Regions from separate parts of the Mus musculus genome. Here all the other regions are linked to region 3. A link is a contact called in public Hi-C and promoter capture Hi-C data. All regions are on one chromosome and are shown on one strand. Each heading gives the region's core, a stretch centred on a gene start, on an enhancer-like site or on the middle of the called end of the contact. The rest is flanking DNA. Distances are from core to core; before and after follow the strand shown.

Evidence for each region. Promoter capture Hi-C pulls out the DNA fragments that hold promoters and counts their contacts. A called contact is a pair of places that touch in the nucleus more often than the background predicts.
Region 1: a contact with region 3 is called in a promoter capture Hi-C map of pre-B cells, with 4 times the contacts expected there. The contact joins the promoter of Reck here to the promoter of Slc25a51 in region 3. A contact is called at or near these places in 2 of 39 promoter capture datasets (liver and pre-B cells).
Region 2: a Hi-C map of CD8 T cells shows a contact between it and region 3, with 2.9 times the contacts expected there. The contact joins the enhancer-like site here to the promoter of Slc25a51 in region 3. A contact is called at or near these places in 4 of 39 promoter capture datasets (the C10 cell line, liver and pre-B cells), 6 of 484 Hi-C or Micro-C datasets (CD4 T cells, CD8 T cells, centrocytes and 3 more) and 4 of 115 datasets of contacts at active chromatin or transcription factors (the 230-238 cell line, large pre-B cells, pro-B cells and 1 more).
Region 4: a promoter capture Hi-C map of liver shows a contact between it and region 3, with 2.8 times the contacts expected there. The contact joins the enhancer-like site here to the promoter of Slc25a51 in region 3. A contact is called at or near these places in 4 of 39 promoter capture datasets (the C10 cell line, liver and pre-B cells), 3 of 484 Hi-C or Micro-C datasets (CD4 T cells, centrocytes and muscle stem cells) and 1 of 115 datasets of contacts at active chromatin or transcription factors (large pre-B cells).
Region 5: a Hi-C map of B cells shows a contact between it and region 3, with 9 read pairs. The contact joins the promoter of Melk here to the promoter of Slc25a51 in region 3. A contact is called at or near these places in 1 of 39 promoter capture datasets (pre-B cells), 1 of 484 Hi-C or Micro-C datasets (B cells) and 2 of 115 datasets of contacts at active chromatin or transcription factors (large pre-B cells and microglia).
Region 6: a contact with region 3 is called in a promoter capture Hi-C map of pre-B cells, with 5 times the contacts expected there. The contact joins the promoter of Coro2a here to the promoter of Slc25a51 in region 3. A contact is called at or near these places in 2 of 39 promoter capture datasets (hippocampal neurons and pre-B cells).
Region 7: a promoter capture Hi-C map of liver shows a contact between it and region 3, with 5 times the contacts expected there. The contact joins the promoter of Ccdc107 here to the promoter of Slc25a51 in region 3.

Annotation. Positions count from the first base shown.
Region 1 is chr4:43,874,105-43,876,908 of GRCm38.p6, forward strand. It overlaps Reck (reversion-inducing-cysteine-rich protein with kazal motifs), which reads left to right and starts at 1,426. Exons shown (of 21, transcript NM_016678.2): 1 at 1,426-1,601. The coding sequence starts at 1,502.
Region 2 is chr4:44,155,533-44,158,324 of GRCm38.p6, forward strand. All of the region lies in intron 2 of Rnf38 (ring finger protein 38), which reads right to left. Among named protein-coding and RNA genes, the nearest start is that of Mir5106, 64 kb to the right of the region's middle. Within about 2 kb of position 1,414, at least 50 of the 459 cell types and tissues checked have an H3K27ac peak or open chromatin away from gene starts, as enhancers often do. A contact at or near this core is called in CD8 T cells and muscle stem cells, where this site is marked.
Region 3 is chr4:45,407,408-45,410,266 of GRCm38.p6, forward strand. It overlaps Slc25a51 (solute carrier family 25, member 51), which reads right to left and starts at 1,359. Exons shown (of 3, transcript NM_001009949.3): 1 at 1,288-1,359. Gm46852 (a long non-coding RNA gene) reads left to right here and starts at 1,983. Exons shown (of 3, transcript XR_001784277.2): 1 at 1,983-2,070.
Region 4 is chr4:44,178,594-44,181,334 of GRCm38.p6, forward strand. All of the region lies in intron 2 of Rnf38 (ring finger protein 38), which reads right to left. Among named protein-coding and RNA genes, the nearest start is that of Mir5106, 41 kb to the right of the region's middle. Within about 2 kb of position 1,323, at least 21 of the 459 cell types and tissues checked have an H3K27ac peak or open chromatin away from gene starts, as enhancers often do. A contact at or near this core is called in liver and muscle stem cells, where this site is marked.
Region 5 is chr4:44,299,640-44,302,413 of GRCm38.p6, forward strand. Melk (maternal embryonic leucine zipper kinase) reads left to right here and starts at 1,278. Exons shown (of 18, transcript NM_010790.2): 1 at 1,278-1,433.
Region 6 is chr4:46,600,621-46,603,692 of GRCm38.p6, forward strand. It overlaps Coro2a (coronin, actin binding protein 2A), which reads right to left and starts at 1,309. Exons shown (of 12, transcript NM_001164804.1): 1 at 1,197-1,309.
Region 7 is chr4:43,491,908-43,494,762 of GRCm38.p6, forward strand. Ccdc107 (coiled-coil domain containing 107) reads left to right here and starts at 1,458. Exons shown (of 6, transcript NM_001037913.2): 1 at 1,458-1,629; 2 at 1,701-1,852. The coding sequence starts at 1,524. It also overlaps Rmrp.

The sequences.
Region 1 (2,804 bases), core at 176-2,675, 1.5 Mb before region 3:
GATGTAATACAGTCCTCAGTGGTGTTTTGTTTTGTTGACAGGGTTTCTCTGTATAGCCCTGACTGTCCTGGAACTCACTTTGTAGACCAGGCTGGCCTTGAACTCAGAAATTCACCTGCCTCTGCCTCCCAAGTGCTGGGATTAAAGGCATGCACCACCACGCCCGGCTTGTCCTCAGTGTTTTTAATAAAGAAAGTCTGTTGTTTTGAAGAAGCACAAAGTAGTAGGGGCAGAGTGGGAAATACGTTCAGCCAGTTAGCCCCATGGCCTGAGTTCAGATATCTCAATTATTCACTGGGTCAAGCACTGTCTGAGACATTCTAAATACAATATGAGACTGGGTTCCTGTGCGCTTGATCAGGAAATCAGGGCCAGCCTTGGCTTCATTGTAAACTCAAGGTCAGCCTGAGCTGTATGAGATCCTGTCTTCAAAATAAGTAAATAAACACAATACGTTCATTAATCTTATCAAGAAGGCCAGCATGAGGGTTGGGGTGGGGGGGAGGCTCAGAAGTAAAAATGTCCTCACCCACAGACACGGGGCTAGTCGGGAGTAGTGTACAATCTGGACTCGAGGAGGGTGTCAAGACTTTGTTCTTTTCATTACAGTCATAGTTACCATCTGTCGCAGGAGAAAGCTGCTGTTAGTGACCTGAATAGAGGAATCTGGAAATAAGCAATTGGCTTCACTTCTGAACAGCAAGTCTCTAAACTGGACGAGCTATCTGTTCAAGGGCCAGGTAGCCAGGAAAAAGGGGGGGGTGGGGGGTGGGGGGCGTTTCTCCACAATGAATTCGCTTTGATTCCTAGGTCCTCTGGAACATTCTCCGGAGTAGCTGCTCAAAGATTCATCTCCAAATCCTCTCGAACCAATTCTGAATTTCAAGGCTCTCTAAGTCTAGTCATACAGGCTGCCCTGACCCTTTCTCTGAGTGCAATAGGTATTAACAGCGAAGCCAGCCTGTGAATCCGTGCCCTCAGCAGAGCCCTTTGGCTTTGAGGGGAGGCCAGGTAACACGCCTTCTTTAGGTCGAGGCAGCCTTTGGACAGGATAGTAAGAGTGTTCTGGAGGATTCAACTAGGGGTGCACGCCCTACAGTTCAGCTTTGACTTAGCCCTTGCAAATCAGACGGACCTGCAGAGTGATCTCGGCAGGCCAGTCGCCCCTGAGCTGCGGGCTCCCCACCCCCTATGTGCCCCGACACGGGACAGAGGCATTCCACAGGGGTCTCCAGCCTCTGACTTCCCGTTTGAAGACCGCAGCCCGGGAGCCCGAGTCCGAAGGCGACACACAGCTGGCCCATAACAAAGAGCCAGGGTCCAGGGCGCGCTGCCGCCCCCCGGGAGGTTTTGAAAACTCTGAGCGGCCGGGGCGGGGCTTCAGCGAGCCGCAGCCAATCACCAGAGAGCCAAGGCGCCGGGGGCGGGGCCTGGTGCCAGGGGTTGCTACGGCCAGGCTGGGTCCGAGCATCCCGCGGCTTCGGACCCACCCGGCCCGGACATGGCGAGCGTCCGGGCCTCCCCGCGCAGCGCGCTGCTACTTCTGCTGGCCGCGGCGGGGGTCGCGGAGGTGACGGGGGGCCTGGCCCCGGGCAGCGCGGGTGAGTAGCCGCGGGAGCCACGATCGGGGCGGTCCTGAGGAGTGCCTCAGCGCTCCAAGATGGCGCGGAGCCGGGGGCGGGGTGCGCGTGCCCCCAGACCCGCGGGCGGCGGTCAGGAACGCCGGGCTGGAGCCCGACCCGGAGGCCGCTCTCCGCCCTCGTCTTCTTCTCCCTGAAGATCTTGCGAACCCTGGGGTGGTGACTGGGGTTCGAGGCCTTGTTCTGTCACCTCCCAGACAGGGGCCCCTTGCCCTGCCGGACCCTGGTCCCTGGCCAGGGTCCCTGTCAGAAAACAGGGAGGTGCCTGGGCTCCGGATAGCACCGCTGGGCGGAAGGGATACGTAGGTGCAGCTCCCCTGCTGCTGCCCAGTCAGTTGTTGTCACTTGTTAATTTGACTGACTTGGCCTGAGTGGCGGTGAACTTTGATAGGGTCCACAAGGTTGCCTGGCGGGTGCACCGTGGGTCTGAGACCCGGCTGGGGGATGGGGTAAGGTGGGGTGGGGGTTGACTACACATCGATAAATCACCCCGTGGCGGCTTGGCTTCGGGAGAGAGGTGTGTTCTAGGGCTCTGTTAAAGCAGTTGCACCAGAGATGGATGGAAAGCTTGACCGCTTAGGATTGTCCTTCCTGCGCTTGCTCAGCGTTCGGATGTGACACGAACTCGTGCTTCCCGGGACACCTCAGGCTGATAGGTGGTGGAAGACAGGAGCGCTAAGCAGTTTGAATTCAGGCAGACAGGTTCAGAGGAGAGATGCGGGTGGGGCTGCATGTGCACAGAGGAACGTTGACATTCACCTAGAAGATGAGAAAAACCGAGTGTCTACCTATACTAGCCATCGAAAGATGAATGGAATTTTTATAACAAAAGTAACGGAGGAGTGTGTTGCTTACAGGGAGAGGCACTCAGGGGAAAAACATACCCAGTCTCAAGGAAGTTTTCAAGAAAGCCTGAGAAGTTAAAATTAAGGAGTTTTGGTTGATGCTTTATTTATTTATTTATTTATTTATTTTAAAGGAAGGCATTTGAAGAAGATTGTGACAGGAACCTGGGATTAGTTAATTATTTGAATTCTAAATTTAACTATAAACTAGTAAGGAAACCAATAGAAAAGGGACGAAAGAATACTGTGAATTCTTGACTAATCCAGCTTATCTCTCTGTGTTCTAGTTAGTCCAAAGATGTCTAAAGAATACTAGTTA
Region 2 (2,792 bases), core at 164-2,663, 1.3 Mb before region 3:
TGACAAAAGCTTTTGTTCACTAACACTGGTGATAGGCTAGGGCAGAGGTTCTCAACCTGTGGGGGTCTATCAACCATTCACAGGGTTGGCTACCAGATATTTACATTATGATTCCTAACAATAGCAAAATTACAGTTAAGAAGTAGCAGTGAAATTAAGGGTCACAACATTGGGAAGAATCTATTTACTAATTAGATATAGCCCAATATATATAGTAAAGTGTTTGCCTTACAAGCTTAGGAGCTGGGTCTGAGCCCCAGAATCACTTTAGGCAGGGAGGTATGGTTGTGTTAGGAGGGCAAAGGCAGGTGGATCTTTGGGGGGCCCTGCCAACCTAGCTGCCTTGTCTCCACGCTAGTGAAAACTATCAGAAACAAGAGTAAGGATAAAGAACAATACTTTCTCTGCTACGACTGTCCTAACAATGAGCCATATGTCAAACTCCATATGTAAACGTTAACAATATAAATAGTTACTTTATGCCTAAAGGAAAGCTACGGGGAGCGGAGTTCTTGGAAAATGGAAACCTCACCTAGGAAACAGAGGGTGTTTTGAGAAAGGAGAAAAAAACAAAAAGGTTGAGCCTGGCAGCAGAGACCTGTTATACCAGCTGAACATAGCAAGTCCTTGGCTCAAAATTTTAACAAATTATTATTAAAAAAAAAAACCCAACAAATCAGTAAGTTAATTTGTAAGCAAATTAAATGAATAAATGGCTGGAGAGATGGCTTGGCATTTAAGAGCACATACTGCTCTTGGAGCCCATTATTCATATAGGTGGCTCTCAGGGTCTATTGCCCATGTTCTAGCTCCAGGGGTGGGCACACACATATACATGCCCACACACATATACATGCCCACACACATGCACACAATCATTTAAAAATATTTAGAAAGAAGGCAAAGTAAAAGGTATCTATGGAAAGCCAGTCAGGAGACTAGACTAAGGGGATGGCTTTCTGGAAATCTCCTTCTCGTGTAGTAATAAGGTTTTATTTTTATTCATTACATGTGTCTGTGGATTTCAGATTCCTTACAGCTGGAATTACAAACATTTGTGAGCTGTCTTAGTGGGAACTGGGATGCAAACTCCACTCTTCGTGGTAAGAACAGGAAGTGCTGTTTACCACTGAGCGATGCTGAGTAATGTCTACATCACAGCAGGGTTTCTAAGAGGAGAGGCACAGCTGAAGCTAACAAATGATGCTCTTTCTGACAGAGAATGAGCCGGTGTATCAGTATTTCTCAGGACTTCTTAAGATCCACCTGCTTCTTATCCCGGGCAGTAAATGAGTAGAGAAAACTCTCTGGTTCTCCCCTAAAGAATACAGTAGAACGCCTTGTTCTAAAGTAGAGTAAGACTAACACTATAAACAAAATTAAAATACTTCTTACTTTTCAATAAACCCCAGGGATTAGAGTATACGATATGACTAGTTAGAGGGTATAACATGACTAGTTAGAGGGTGTAGCACATGACTAACATGGGCAAAAATCTCAATTCAACTGCCAACAGCTTTGGAAAAAAAAAAAGCAAAATAGGAAAACGCCAAGTACAGTTAGATCTAACTTTTAACTTTATTTTTAAAACAAGGGTTTCAATCTATTGCACTTGTAATTACTAAGTTAAAAGTTAATATTCATTCCTGAAACCTTCAAAAGAATATGGAGAACACGGAAAATGAGAAGTATTTATTAGTGTCTGTCGTTAAATGTATTGTTTAGCAATTTAAAAAATTATTTTATTTATTTTTTAGATACAGGATAGCTCTGGCTGGCCTGAAACTCACTATGTAGACCAGGCTGGCCTTAAACTCAATAGATCTGCCTGTCTCTGCCTCCCAAACTGGGGTTAAAGGTGCATGACATCATATCCAGCCTTAAAGTTTCTTTCTTGTCCTTCCTTTCTTTCCTTCCAGTTTTGTTTCTTTGTTTTGTTTTGTTTTGTTTTTGGGATAAAGCTATATACATACATACATACATACATACATACATACGTGTATATATATATATACATATATATATATATACACATATACACATACACACACACACACACACACACACACACACACACAGCCTTGGCAGTTCCAGAACAATATGTAGAACAGGTTGATCTTGAACTTGCAGAGATCTGCCTCCTTCAGGCGCAGGAGTGCTGGAATTAGAGGCACTTGCTAACCCTGGCTTTAAATTTCTTAAGCATCAGTCACCTAACTATATTGAGCTTCTATGTGCACTCAATGCTGTAATCAAAACCAGTAGTCAGCTGGACAGTGGTGGCGCAAGCCTTTTATCCCAGCATTCGGGAGGCAGAGGCAGGTGGATTTCTGAGTTTGTGGCCAGCCTGGTCTACAGAGTGAGTTCCAGGACAGCCAGGGCTACACAGAGAAACCCTGTCTCAGGAAAAAAAAAAACAAAAAACAAAAAAACAAAAAACAAACAAACAAACAACAATCCAGTAGTCAATGTGCCACACAATTTACAAACAACTATGCCTCCTAAAAGTTATGTTGTGCTAAATACTTACAAATATATTTACAGAAATATGAATATCTAAAGGTAGTGTGATATAGTAAACACAACACAGCTAAAATCAGATGAGGCCCTTGCTCTACAAATAATTGGATGGATGTGTGTACTTTGAACTTTTTAAAGCCTATTTCCTTACTTAAAACAAGATGCCTAGCTTACTCTGAGATTTAAAAACAGTAACACAATACACACATAACAGAGAATCCAGCGCAAATTCTAAAAGGAATACCAGACTAAAGAGTCCTGGATCACCTGCA
Region 3 (2,859 bases), core at 109-2,608:
CTCCCCAAATATATATATATAAACTTTAAAACATGGCATGTTTTATAACAACACTCAGATCACTAACTTAACTCTGATAAACTGGTTCCTATTTAAATACTTCCAAATGATAATCTTTTGCAACTTACTATAAAATGTATTTACTACGACTGCTCTAGTTTGCTGTAAGGCACCGAACCTAACACAAGGGAGCAAAATCCACTTTGATCCAATAAGGGTCAAACTTCTGTGATGTAAGCACAGTGTAAATTCTAAATACTCAATGTAACTTTCAGCCCACAGGGATATGCAAAAGCCAGATATGACCTTAGTACAAAGGTCTTTGACCAAAAACAGGGCAAAGGGTGACTGTAATTCTTAAAAGACGTGAATTCCCACTAGTCAGCAGGTCTGAGTCAGCATACAAAACCAGGGTCAGGCAGGGTTCAAGTGCTAGTTACAGCAGGATTTTACCACTGCAAATGCAAAGCAACAGCTGTGACAAAAAAACCCATTATCTTAGCTTCTATCTGACAAAGGAGACTAGAGTCAATTCTTGTCAGAAGTGTCATGTCGCCCTAAGAAACGCTAAGGGTGACGACTCTGGTTTCTCATGTGCCCTGGATCCGAGTCTTCAAATCCTTTCAAAGCAAAGGCGCCGGAGATCCATTTTGGTACGGTAACTCCACACACAATTCATTCTGCTCAATAGACAACAGGTAAAAACTGACAACCAGAAGGTGGGCACTAGGACCAGCTGGGCAGCCTGTAGGGGCCAAGACAAAGGTTAAGCTAAAAGTCGTAAACATGGCCGAGGCGCTGCCATCCTCTACCTAAGCTAGCTACAACAATCCGCACAGAAGGGAACAATTGACGCCCGCCCACCCACCCGCCCGCCTTAGACTCTTTCCTGCGTGATGAAACATGGTGCCTCGGAACGAGCATTCTCCAGGCTTCCATCTGCCCACTCGGGGAGGACGGAGAGGCGCTGGGCGGAATGGCCAGCACCACCGGATACCACGGGCCGCCGCGATCCCGCGGGTGGCAGACAAAGGGAACCACGGGCCACCGCGATCCCCCGGGGCCTGCATCTCCCGAGCTGTGGGCGCCTCCCTGCCGGAGCGCGCCGCAGCACCACAGGGCCCTCGGCCGGAGCCGGGCCGCAGCTGCCGGGACCCGGACGCGTGGAGAGCGCAGGACCTGGAGCTCGGCAGCCCGCGACCCTGCTTCAAGCCTCCCTTCTCTCTGGCCCGAAGCTAGGGCAGCACAGCGGCCTCCGCTCCCCACCGCACCCCACCCAGGACTCACCCACGGCCCGGGGCGCAAGCCCGCAGGACGGCTGGCGAGCGAGCCCGCGCCCGCGCAGGCGCAGACTGGTCCGACCCAGGCAGGGGCGGGGCGGGGCGGGGCGGGACGTCGTCGAGCCACGTGACCAGGGCCCTGCCTCGCTCAGGGTCTGGGTAGCGCTATAGCTGCCTTGTACTGCGTCCGGTCCGGTACTGACTCTTGTCGCACCTTTTGCCAGGCTGTGGGGGTGCCGCTAGTCTCCCCGCCCCCCTGACTTAAGCTGAAGTTATACGGTGGCCTCGTTGTTCCACAAAACAGCAAGCGCGTCATTTAGCGTGTAGTCTGTTGAGATCCAGGGCTGTAGATAGCGCGTGCGTGGAGGCGCGAAAGCTTCTGATGAGGCGATCTCAAAGCTTGGTGGAGAGCTCTTTGTCACCGCACTTCACAGGACACCTGAGTTGTACATGAGGTCATACAGCTAGCCTCTTTTTCCTTAGATGCACACACAGTTTGTGGAGTCTTGGAAGGAGAACCCTGCTGTGAGTTAGGAGAGCCGGGTCAGAATTATAGCCGTGACATCCCTTGAGTGACTTTTGGCAAGTTATTCGTCTCTTCCATGAGTGGGTTCCTCCATGTTGTGACATTTGAACAATGGTTCTGATTTGCAGAACCACAGGCGATAAATGTCAGTGGACAGAAAGGACAAAGTCAGCCTTCGTGGGCAGGCTCTTCAGCAGACTCCTGAATGTGCGACCAGCTTGCCTCTTAGGACTGGGATTATCTCACCATTACACACCGTTCCAGGTGGGTGACCCAGCCTGCTTAGTGTTTACAGGTTTCTGAAGCTGTCGGAAACCACGCCTCCTAGGCCACGCCTTCTAGCGTCAGCAAACGGGAGTGTCAATCTTGGTATTTCAAAGCCTCCTTTAAGGAAGTTTGCCTAGAGATCCAGTCAATGAGTTCCTAAGAGGAAAAAAAATTACAAAACATTTCTTTTTTAAAAGAAAATAGATTTATTCTACTGTTAGCACATGTGTATAAGTACCCAGAGAGGCCAGAATAGGGCTTCAGATTTCTTGATCCTGGAATTATTAAAGGCTGTGAACTGTCCCATGTGGGTGCCAGACTCAAGAAGAGTATATGTTCTTTTCTTTTTCTTTTTCTTTTTCTTTTTCTTTTTTTTTCCAGAGCTGAGGACCGAACCCAGGGCCTTGTGCTTGCTAGGCAAGCGCTCTACCACTGAGCTAAGTCCCCAGCCCCTTTTTTTGTTTGTTTGTTTGTTTGGTTTGGTTATTTTCGAGACAGAGTTTCTCTGTATAGCCCTGGCTGTCCTGGAACTCACTCTGTAGACCAGGCTGGCCTCGAACTCAGAAATCCACCTGCCTCTGCCTCCCGAGTGCTGAGATTAAAGGTGTGCGCCACCAACGGCCCGGCACAGTGTATGTTCTTAACTGAGTGACCAAGCAACCTCTCCAGCACCCAACCCTCAAGTCTTAAAATAAGTTCCTGATTTTGGGTTGGGCCACACTGCTAGTGTCCTCTGCCACACGTACAGTCATGGCTCCCTGAGGAGGTGCCAGCTGTGCAGCAGGT
Region 4 (2,741 bases), core at 73-2,572, 1.2 Mb before region 3:
CCTAAGTTTGTTTGTTTGTTAATGGATGGAGGGGAGGGCGGGGAGGGGATGTGTTAGAGTTTGAGGATGTTCTAAAATTAGATGGTGAAGATCTAGTTGTACACTGTTTTGAAAATCCTAAAAAGCAGGCCAGCTCGATGACTCTGTGGGTAAAGGACTTACCAGCAAGTCTGACAATCTTAGTTTGGTTCTTGGACCCACGTGATAAAACGAGATAATTTATGCCTGAAAGTTGTCATCTGACCTCCATCATGGTATGTGTACATGTACACACACACATGGAAAAATGATAAGTGTAATTCAAAACAAAGACACTAAACACACACATACATATATTTTAAAGTGTTATGTTTTATGCCACATGAATTACCTCTCAATAAAGTTGTTGCTAAAATTTTAAAACATGTTAAACATTATAGGTACTAATTAATATCAGCTTGCTAACTGTATTATTCAAATTCTCCATCTCATTTTTCCCCCTTCAACTACGTGCATACCCTGAGGTGGTCACTAACTAGTCCCCGCTCTTGTGGAATCCCCTCCTACTGGAGTACACTAGGAACCTGTGACTAACTTCTAGCTAGAAGAACATGGTAAAAATGAGGTGATGTCATTCATTCCTACAACTATGTTAAATTATATAATACTCCTCTGAGCTGTCTAGAGAGGGTCTTCTGGTTAGCAGAGAGGCACACTGTGATCACATGACAGCATTGCTGGCTGGATGAGTGTAAGAGGTCAGTCAGATCCTCAGTCGCAAGCTGAGGGAATGAATTTCGCCAACACCTTGCATGGACATGGAAAAAGCCCATCCTACTTGATCAGGATTCCTAATGAGGACGGAGCAGCGGGTGTGACCTTGTGAGAGACTGAGTGTGACCTGAGAAGACTGTTTAGCCATTGTAGCAACATTGTAAGGAATAATAGAACTTATTATAAAAAGCCTCTGAGGCAATGTATTTAACAGACTATACTGCTGGCCAGCACACTAGCCTGCAGTGGTAACCCTCCTACAGCATCAGTACACTTTTTCCCTGGGCTTTTATCATTTCCTTTTTACTGTTTTAACAGTTTTTGGCTTAAATATTGCGGCTGAGTAAGGGGGCAAGGTACTTGTTTTTCTCCAATCTCAGAATCACAGAAAAGTTCAGGCTCTTTCCCTACCAACAAATAAGCCATGCTGTGGCAGCCCACCGGTACTTCACCTCAGCTCTCTCTGTCTCCCTGGACAGTGCCAGATCCCACGCACGGGCTTAGGGCTCAGCCCCAACCTGGAACCCTTCCTCACACAGCTTGTTATTTGTTTGGCACTTGAAGAGCTCTCTGACTTGTTTTGAAACAGAGTTTATTATGCAGCCCTGGCTGGCACAGACTGCACTCTGTAAAGCAGGCTGGCCTTAGGTTTGCACAACTTCCCACGTCAGATGCTGGCTGGCACGAGCCTCAACTTGAGACCTGTGCTTCTCAATACCAAGCTACACAATGTGTTGCCCACAACCCACTCCCAGGTATGATCACTTTTGCTTGATTGGCTTACAGAACTCAGAGAACATGCTTAGCTTCGAATCATAAAGAATATTTCAAAGAATATGGACAAAGAGATGATAGGCTGAGGCAAGGGACACAGAGCTTCCCTACCCTCTCTGGGTGAACTCTCTACAAAAATGTTCTGTTTGGAAGTACTCCAAGCCTGGCCACTGGATTCTCTCATCGATATCACTGTGTGGGATGACTGAAGCATGGGCAACCATACCCTAACATCATTAGGTCTACGTCTGGTTGCTCAGATCTCTAGTCGTCTTAATTTGCACAGCAGCAATGCTGTAGCCAGTGAAGTATATCTGGAGAACTACTGCTAGTTGAAAACTTTCTCCAAATTCTTAAGGATGCTCTTCCTCGTAGATTTGGAGAATGAAGGCCCTTGCCACTTGTATCAATAAAGTAGGTCAAAACTCTCCTTTATGGCCAGCTCGAAGTCAGAGACAAAATTAGAATTTCCTATGACATGCCTTGGGGAGTTAGTTATGAGCCGCTAACCATTAACACAAAGCACGTACCATAATAGCAAACATGTTTTGGCTCATGGTCCTATATTAACTATACATTATTCCCTTTGACGCTTTAGAACAGATTAATAATTTATGATACTAATTCTACTAAAAGTGTAGCCTCTATTTGGGTAGCAGGAGACACTCTTTAATTCGTGCACTTGAGAGGCTGACTTGAGAATGCTCAGGAACTGACCACCAACCTAGGTCACATGAGACTCTGTCCAATAGAGGGGGGCCCTTCCCTTTCTCTGTGCTCACGCCCACGTTACACCCTCTTTGCTTAGCTTCCTGAGGCACAGGCTCACTAGCACAGGCTGTCTGCCCAGTTCCCAGTCCTCCTGCCTTAGCTTCCCAAGGGCCGGGCTCTGAGGTACTCAAAACTTTTAGAGGGGCTGAAAGCAAAATTGCTTACTTGATAAAGACATCTGGGTGCGCATGCACACACACATACATGTACACACACACTAAAAATAAAAGGTAAACAACATTTAGAGTGTTCTAATTTCAGATTAACTATGTCCAAGAAGGAAATCTGTGAAATATTCTAAAGTCTGAGTCATTTCCAGTCCTAATCATTTCAGACAAGGGATCCATCTTACTTTTAACTGCTATTTTTTTTTAATGGATCAATACTGCTCAAATTTTTTCAAATTGATGTTTTAAGCTAATCAAGCTTTCTCTATTAAGGTA
Region 5 (2,774 bases), core at 28-2,527, 1.1 Mb before region 3:
TTTTTTCCAAAAATCATTTCTGTATTTGTTTGCAGGGAGGGGTAAATGAGGAAGTCAGATTTCTGGGGATTGAATTTAGGTTTTCAGGGCTGGTGGCAAGTATCTTTACCCATGAGCCACATTGCTAGCATCTTGATGGGTAGTTAATTTAGTTCCTAAGGTTTTATAACTTATAGCAACAGATTTTAGTAAGAATTATGAGATGCACAGGGAAAAGTGGCACAATGTTAGAGCTCTTGCTTAGAATAGCCAAGGCCAGGGAGAGCCCTCCCATGAACCAGAAGGGGGAAAAAGATCAGGGGAAAGAGGGGTCAATGGGTAATGGCAATTGGTACCAAGTTGACAGCTTGACTTGATTAGTTAGACCCATTAGGTGGCAAGAGAGAACCAACTCTTGAAAGTTGTCCTCTAACTGCCACAGGTGTGAAGTGACACGTGCCCCCCTTCCCACAAGCACGCACTCGAATAAATGAATGTAATGAAAAATTAAGAACATAAAAAACTTAATTATATGAAAACTTTTTTTTTTTGTTTTGTTTTTGTTTTTCGAGACAGGGTTTCTCTGTGTAGTCCTGGCTGTCCTGGAACTCACTCTGTAGACTAGGCTGGCCTCGAACTCAGAAATCTGCCTGCCTCTGCCTCCAAAGTGCTGGGATTAAAATATGAAAACTTAGCAAGTCAATGTCTTCTGGAAAAAATTTCCTTGTCCCTATGAGATATGCACACTGCAGTTAGTAAAGGCAAACTATTAAAAAAAAAAAAGGAAGTGAAGATGAGAGAGGGTTTTGGGTGGTGTGGGGAGCAAGAAGGGAGAATAAAGTGGATATGATCAACATACATTGTATACGTGTATGAAAGTGTCGAAGAATAATGGTATTTTTAAAAAAATAAAAATATTCTTAAAAAAAAAGAAAGAAGGAGGCAAGGCCTTAAGTCTTCAGTCAGTATCTTTTTTTTTTTTTTAAATTAGGTATTTTCTTCATTTACATTTCCAATGCTATCCCAAAAGTCCCCATACCCTCCCCCCCCCACAACTCCCCTACCCTCCCACTCGCACTTCTTGGCCCTGGCGTTCCCATGTACTGAGGCTTAAGTCAGTATCTTAAAGTCTTCACCATCACCGATCCTGAGCATTTGACATCCTACACATTTAGTATCCCATCAAAAGTTTGAGCCTATCTCGCCCCGCCCCACCATCGCTCCGCCCAGTTTTCTCCCGGCCCCGCCCCACCTCCCTGGGACTGGGCTCCCTTGGGCCCCGCCTCTTCCGGCCCGCGAGGTTTGATTCCTTTGGCGGGCGGAAGCTGCTGGAACTTGAATCCTGCAGAAATTCCCACCGACTTGTTCCGGCTTTGCTAGACTCTGCAGCCGGCTGCTTCACCTTCTGTCCTGTTCGGTCCTGTTCGGTCCTTGCTGGGCCCGCTGCCCTTCAGGTCAGTTCTTCCGTCCTCGGGCCGCACTCTGGGCCTCGTGGGGCGTGGCCGGGAGACGGAGTTTCCCTGGGGTTCCACCCATCAGCACTGTTCTCTGTGAGAACGTCTAGGTTTTTCGACCCTGGCTTTCACAGATGGTGGATGGTAGTTTTTTTTTTTTTTTTTTTTTTTTTTTGTCTCGGGTTCTGAGATGTATCTTGCGTCTTGAACTCACTGGTCTCGAACTCACTTTGTAGCCAAAGTGGTCCTTGAATTCTGGATCCTCCTGCCTTACCTTCCTGAGCGCAGGAGATACAGGCGTGAGCGCTCCCCACTCCCCATTCCCCGCTCAGCGGGTAATTGATAAAGTTTGACAGAGCATTTGACGCCCCGGAGGCTCCCATAATGGGAATTTCCAGTTCTGTTTCAGTGCTTTTGACTGTCTGCAAAAGCGATTCAGAGATGGGCTTTGAGGCACTTACACTTTTCAACTCAGTTTTCTGGGGTATTCCAGTTAAAAGAGAAATGTGTGTAACCCCTTTGTAGAGCCCAAATCCTTCCTCACCTTGCACCTCTAAAGCAAGTGGCCCGAGACTCGTATTGTAAGGACGCCCAGAGGCTATAGCAGTAAATGGAGGAGCCAGGTGGCTCCTGCCAAGAAGGGTGTGGAGGGGAGCAGTTCCCTGCTTCTCATCCCAAGGCAGGAGCTCACACTAAGGTGAGGTAGTGAGTGTTCTAGTCTCACCTTAGGTAGATTTCTGTGGTTAATGGAGGAGGAGGAAGAGAGGGTTTCAGAGGGGTCTGAAACGTTGGCTAGAGAATTTAGTCCCAACTTTTGTTCATGTTTTGGCTTCTGTTTCTTCTTAAACACCTTCGTGGAAACAGTGGCTCTGTCCCTTTTATCTATTATGAACCAACTAGATGGACAGGTTAGTCCCTAAATGCTTTTGGGAATGAATGCCTCTATTGCTGCTCTCAGAAATCTCCGCAAAGGAGCAGAAGGGTGCCGCCACTCAACTGTATTCTAAGGCCAGGTTGTAAGCCATTCTGCACTCTCATCTGAAATGACCAGATCAGTGTCAATGAGCACGAGAGGCAAGTTAATGTGTTTTGTAGTAAGTGATAGCATGGCTCAAATAACACCATACTGGTAGCAAAATACCCTCAGTTTGCCTTTTATGAGGACTCACTGTATAGTCCAAGCTGGCCTCTAACTCACAGAGATGCACCTACCTGCCTCTGTTCCTGAGTGCTGGTATAAAGGCATGTACCACAGTTATCTAATAGAATCACAAATTTCCCAATATCTAGCTAATTTCTTATTTTTTTCAGAAAAGTGTCTCTATTGCATATACCCCATTT
Region 6 (3,072 bases), core at 59-2,558, 1.2 Mb after region 3:
TTTAGCCTTAAGAAAGTCCTTGGGTGAGGGAGAGGGAGACAGGCGATCAGGAGGTGCTGAGCCTGTTCCTTAGTGGGGACAGATGTCAGGAAATGAGGCAGAAGTGTCCAGAGATGGGCTTAAGCCTTTCTCTCCCTCCACATCCCTCAAGAGATGTCTGGAGGCGAGGGACGTGTAAGGACACATTCCTGTGCTGAGGCACAGGTGGTTATGAACAAGTCCCTGGAGCATTCGCAGAAGAGCAGGCTCTGAGACAGAAGGGCCACATGCTAGCTAAGGGACACTATCAGGATTGCAGCCACAGTGGGACCAGATTCCCCAGTTTCGCTAGTGAGAGTCCCCATCTCGAGAAGAATGCAACATAAGACCTTCATCAAAAGGCATCTTATAGAACTTCCCAGCCCTACACCAGAGGTCTTTAAAGATCCTGGAGTCACTGCACCCCTAGATACATGCTCAGTCCCCCAACCCCCGGAGACACTGTTTTCCTGGCAAGTGGACTGAGGACCGAGTGTGGTAGTACCAACCCTGTCCCACCAGGCTGGTACGCAGAACTGGGCTCCGGCAGCTGGCCAGGGCGCGGACCAGGACGTCCTTCTCCATTGCCCGAATGCAGGTGGGTGTTTGCTCGGCTCGGGTCCAGGCAGGTCTGAGGCTGAGATCTGGCCATTGCCAGCGCGGGGCTCCTCCTCCAGCTCCAGGCGATGAGCCTGGTCTGGGTAGCAGACTGCTCGCCCCACCCGCGCGCCCAGGTCGCCTCGGCAGGGACTCAGGGATGCTTCCTCCTCCACCGTTTCCCGGGACTGGAAGCTGAGGCCCCCGCGGGTAACCCAGCCAGGACAGGAACAATCACGACTCGGGTCCACGGGGCACCTGGGCCACACCGGGGCCTGTCGAGACTGGCTGCCGCGCCCAGGGCGGGCCGCTCACCGCCGCAAGAGGCGCGGGCGGTAAGGACTGGCCCCTAACCTCTGGAGCGCGAACCTGGGGGTCGCTGCTCCTAGTCACCCACTGAGGGAGCGGCCGCACCAGTATCCCGATGGGGAAACTGAGGACTGGAGCGGGGCAGAGCTTTGTGTGAGATCGTGCGGGGGTCTGGAGGATAGGTCTCCGCGACGCCGGGGACAGCATCCCTCCCGCCACAGAGCCGCAGCCCGGGCGCAGCGAGCGTCCCGCCCGGCCCGGTCCCACCCTACCTTGTTGGCTGCCGCGCAGGTGGCGGCGGCGGCGGCTCCGGCTCCCGCTCCGCGCTTCGCGCCGCCCGCCGAGTCCCCGCGCCCAGTGCCGCCGCCTCCCCGCGCAGCCCGGCGGGCGGGACCGGGCCGGGCGGGGTCGGGGCGGGGCGGGACGGAGAGGCCCCGCCTGTGCGCCGCCCGTCGCCCGCAGCTCGGTTCCCGTCCCGCGTGCACACACTCTCGCCTCCGACACGCTCTCGCCGCAGGCTTTGGGTGGGACTCGGGTCCCGAACCTCAGTTTCCCCTTGCTGAGATGGAGACTGTCATCGCGCCTGCCTCCCAGATGGCTCGAAGCTGGATCCCGCAGCGAGCGCCGGGACCGCAGCTCTGCAGGCGGCGGGAGAACTGGAGAGCGGAGGGCGGCTGCGCATCCGGGAGATCCTTCCCACTGCTGCCATTAGGGGGCGCTGCGTCCAAGCCGCTCCCTCTTTCAGCCGGGTGCTCACTGAATATGGAAGATAGGACGTCATATCTTTCATAATAACCACGCCACACCACCTGTCTTGGAAAGTGTTCTTCGTGTCTTGTAGTGATGTGTTTGGTGGGGGGCGGGGGGGAGGAGGGAGACTAGCACTGTACCTGGCACAAAGTAGGTATTGTATATATTGTTAACTAAGAACACAATTTATTACATTTGATCTACCAACGCCTTCAATGTAGTCATAATACTCCCATTTCATAGACAAGAAGTTGAGACTTTAGCTGAGTTCTTGGTAGGCTCTATAACAAATTTAATGTGTGTGTGTGTATGATTTGTGATGGTGGGATTGAACATTAGGACCGTGCATATGCTTGCCAGGCAAGTATTCTACCTTTGAGCTACACTGTGAGACCTCTCCTCTTTTTCTGAAACAAGAGTTCACTAAATTGCTTAGGTTGGCTTTGAACTAGCCATCTTCCTCCCTCAGCCTCTAGGAGCTGGGATTGTAGGACTACACCACCACACTCAGCTCTGGTGAGTCCTTGATCACTTTAGAACAGCAGTCGCTAAAGCCTTCCTCTAGTTCCTGCTGAACCACAGGGCCCTGGGCCGGTTTTCTTCCTAGAGCTGTGGGTTTCCCACGTCTGAATTCCCCCTGCATCCCGCTTGGAGCTGCACTGGCAGAAGCACACAGCGCACAACCGCAGCAGTTGGACCTTTGCCCTCAAGGGTCCATGGTAATCTAAAACATTTTTGTCACTTTTTAACGAGTGTGTGTGTGTGTGTGTGTGTGTGTGTGTGTGTGTGCAAACTTTCAGAAGTTAGTTCTTTCCTTTCATCTTATTTCTGCAATGCTACATATTCCTGGCTGACTGTCCCTGAGCTATCGGGCAATATATCAGATGCCTCCCATCTCCAAGTAGGAGGGCTGCATTCAGCTTTTTACATGGTTCCTGGGGACAGGTCTCAGGCTGCCTGGCTCCTGAGACAGCACTATCACCCTCTTAGGCATTTTACCAGCCCATTTATTAATTTTTTTAAGGAGGGTCCCACATAGCCCAGGTCGGTCTTAGACTGTCTATGAACTAAGAAGAACCCATGAACTCATTCTCCTGTCTACCTCCTAAAGGCTGGGGCCACCATGCCAGGCCCACCACAGTGTTTCTGACTTGGCTTTACCCTGGAGCAGGCTGACTCATCTGGATGCCCCAACACAGTAAAGGCGGAGGCTAGGGTCTGGTGGTCCTCTCTCTCTCAGCATCATTCCCAAGCTCCCGCTCGCATCATCTCCTTTGGAAGGTCTCTTTCAAAATCATCTTAAAAGAAACTCTTTTTTCATGGTGCCAGGCCAGTTGTCTGTTGGGACAGGCTTGTTTGACAGGATTATCTGGGGGACTGTGGGCACGTGGACCCGTA
Region 7 (2,855 bases), core at 208-2,707, 1.9 Mb before region 3:
GGTGGATCCCTGGATATGGCAGTCTCTACATGGTCCATCCTTTCATCTCAGCTCCAAACTTTGTCTCTGTAACTCCTTCCATGGGTGTTTTGTTCCCAAATCTAAGGAGGGGCATAGTGTCCACACTTCAGTCTTCATTCCTTTTGTTCGGTTTTGAGAGAGGGTCTCACTATGTAGACCAGGCCTTGAACTCATAGAGATCTGTCTGCTTTTGTCTCCCCACTGCTGGGATTAAAGGAGTGTGGTGCCACATCTGGCAGCTCTGTGAATCTTATGTGCTTGCTACTACATAATCCCAGCATTTGAGAAATGGAAGCAGGAGGGTTAGGAGTTCTAGGCCAGCTCCAGCTACATGAGAATGAAGCCAGCCCAGGTTACATGAGACCCAGAAGGACCTAGTTGTATATTTGCCTTTTGAGTCGCTGTGAACATTCATTCATTAATTTCATTCACTTCCTCAAGTTCCCCTAGCAACAAGTGACTAGGCTCGGACAGTAAAATGGAAAAAAACAAAAAAGCAAAACCCACAGTCTTGCTCTCTTTGGACTAGCAGTCTAAAAAAAGAATTACAGCTATTAAAGAATAAATTAGGAATTCAGATTTGTCTCCGTTTTCTTTCTTCTTTTCTTAGGAAAGGGTGACCTTGATTTCCTAATTAGTACATTCACATCTGGCTCTGAAGGTTGTATAGAAATAAAAGTGGCCGGGCGTGGTGGCGCACGCCTTTAATCCCAGCACTCGGGAGGCAGAGGCAGGAGGATTTCTGAGTTCGAGGCCAGCCTGGTCTACAAAGTGAGTGCCAGGACAGCCAGGGCTACACAGAGAAACCCTGTCAAAAAACCAAAATACAAACAAACAAAAATAAATAAATAAAAGTGTAGCCGCGCTGAGAATGAGCCCCGTGTGGTTGGTGCGAGCCAGGTCGCACTGCCTGCGTCACTATGTGAGCTGACGGATGACGCCCCGCTGCACGCCGCTCAGCTCGCCCCGGAGGGGTCGCTTCTTGGCGGGCTAACAGTGACTTGCGGGGGAAGTCTACGCGCGTGTGCACGCGGCACTCTCTGCCCGTGGTCCGGGGACTTTCCCCTAGGCGAAAGGATAAGGAACATGTCCCTCGTATGTAGCCTAGGAAACAGGCCTTCAGAGCGAGCTGCCTTAGCTTCTAGGCGCGACTAATTTATGACTCTACAACAGGCTTAATTTTTTGGTTATGGTGAGAAAATTGGTCTCTCTAGGTAGAAAAACAATGAGCCATTGTTTTAGGCATGATACTTTATCCTGAAAGATTCTGGAGACATAATTGTTTAAGAAAGCTATAAATAGATAGGTCATTAATTAATGTAGGAACGCTAGGTGGGCGTGGTTTATGCAAATATTGCTTAAACCCATCCTGAGATGGGCGTGGCCGCCTTAAGGGACTCAGCCCCCCCGATGTAGGCGTGGTCTCCTGCGCGTGCGCACTACGGCCGGAGGCCCAGCGCTGGAACGCGGGGTACCCGGCGTGCGATTCTGGTGGGCCAGGCATGGAGGGCGCTGGCCCCGTGTTGAGTATTCTGGGGCTGCTGCTTGTGTCTGCGCCTTTTGGAGTCCTTGGGGAGCGCCCCAGCGCCGATCTGGGGGCACACCCAGGTACCTGCGAGAGCTGCTGGAGGGAGGCTGGGACTGCCTAGTAGAAACTGACCGATGGCTTTAATCCACAGAACGGGGCTCCCAGGTCAGTCCGGGAACCACCGAACCTCGGCGGCAGCCGCCACCCAAGGATCAGCGCGAGCGAGCCCGGGCCGGATCGCTGTCTTTGGGCGCTCTGTACACCGCGGCCGTCGTGGCTTTTGTGCTGTTCAAGTGTTTGCAGGTGCGGTATGGCGGTGGGTTGTGGGAGCCCTGGGCCTTAATCTCCTGGGGCCGCTACAGTACCAAGAACAACCGCTTCCCGGCTACCTGTAAAATGAAGGCTCGTTCCTTGGTTTTTCCACATTATTGGGGCATTCGAGGATCCAGAGAGATAATGGATGTAGGGGGCTGAGAAATTGTAGAAACCGTTACTTTTACTCCTCTCTCCAGTGACGATCGATTTTCAATCTGGAGCTCATCCACTTAGTGTCTGATGTAAGTGGGGTTTTAACCCAACTAGTGTCAGTATGCAAAAAAAGAAGTTGCTGCTGAGGCTCCAACCTTGGCCCAAGGAGTTAATCGCGGCAGCAACAGAGTGTCTAGTGGACCAGACACCAAGCCGTTTCGTGCTCTCCTTAGGAAGGAAACCCTGAAATGTGAACTGACTGTACATTCTGATTACTTTGAAACTGTTGACATGGAAAGTGGAACCTACCACCCAGTGCTTTATCTTCAACTCTGGTCAATTACTTGCACAGGGGAATAGAGGCTGAACTAATTAGTAACATAAAACTAGATGAGATTAAAGAGCCAGGCAGACTTGACAGGCTAGGATGAAGATTGGAGTTTAAAGATAGATTAATAAATTCTACCCAGGCGTAGTGTTAGACGCCTTTAATCCCAGCATTCAGGGGAGACAGAGGCAGGAACAGCTCTTGTGAGTTCGAGACCAGTATTTCTGTCTTATGCATGGAGAAGAATACATAAGCAGTTGAGAAGAGGAGCGGGACCCGTGGAAGAGAGGTAGGCATGGCGGCTGACAGTTTCACGGTGTTATGATAACCCACTTTCCAATTAAAGGTTCTGAAGGAGGCTTGTGCTTTATCTACCTATCAGAGCACTGGGAGAATTGTATCCTAAAAATAAACCATAGGGCACTGCCTTTTAGAGCAAAGAGCACTATATAGACTTTTTGTTGTTGGGTTTTTTGTTTTGTTTTGTTTTAGATTTTTAATCTGTAATGG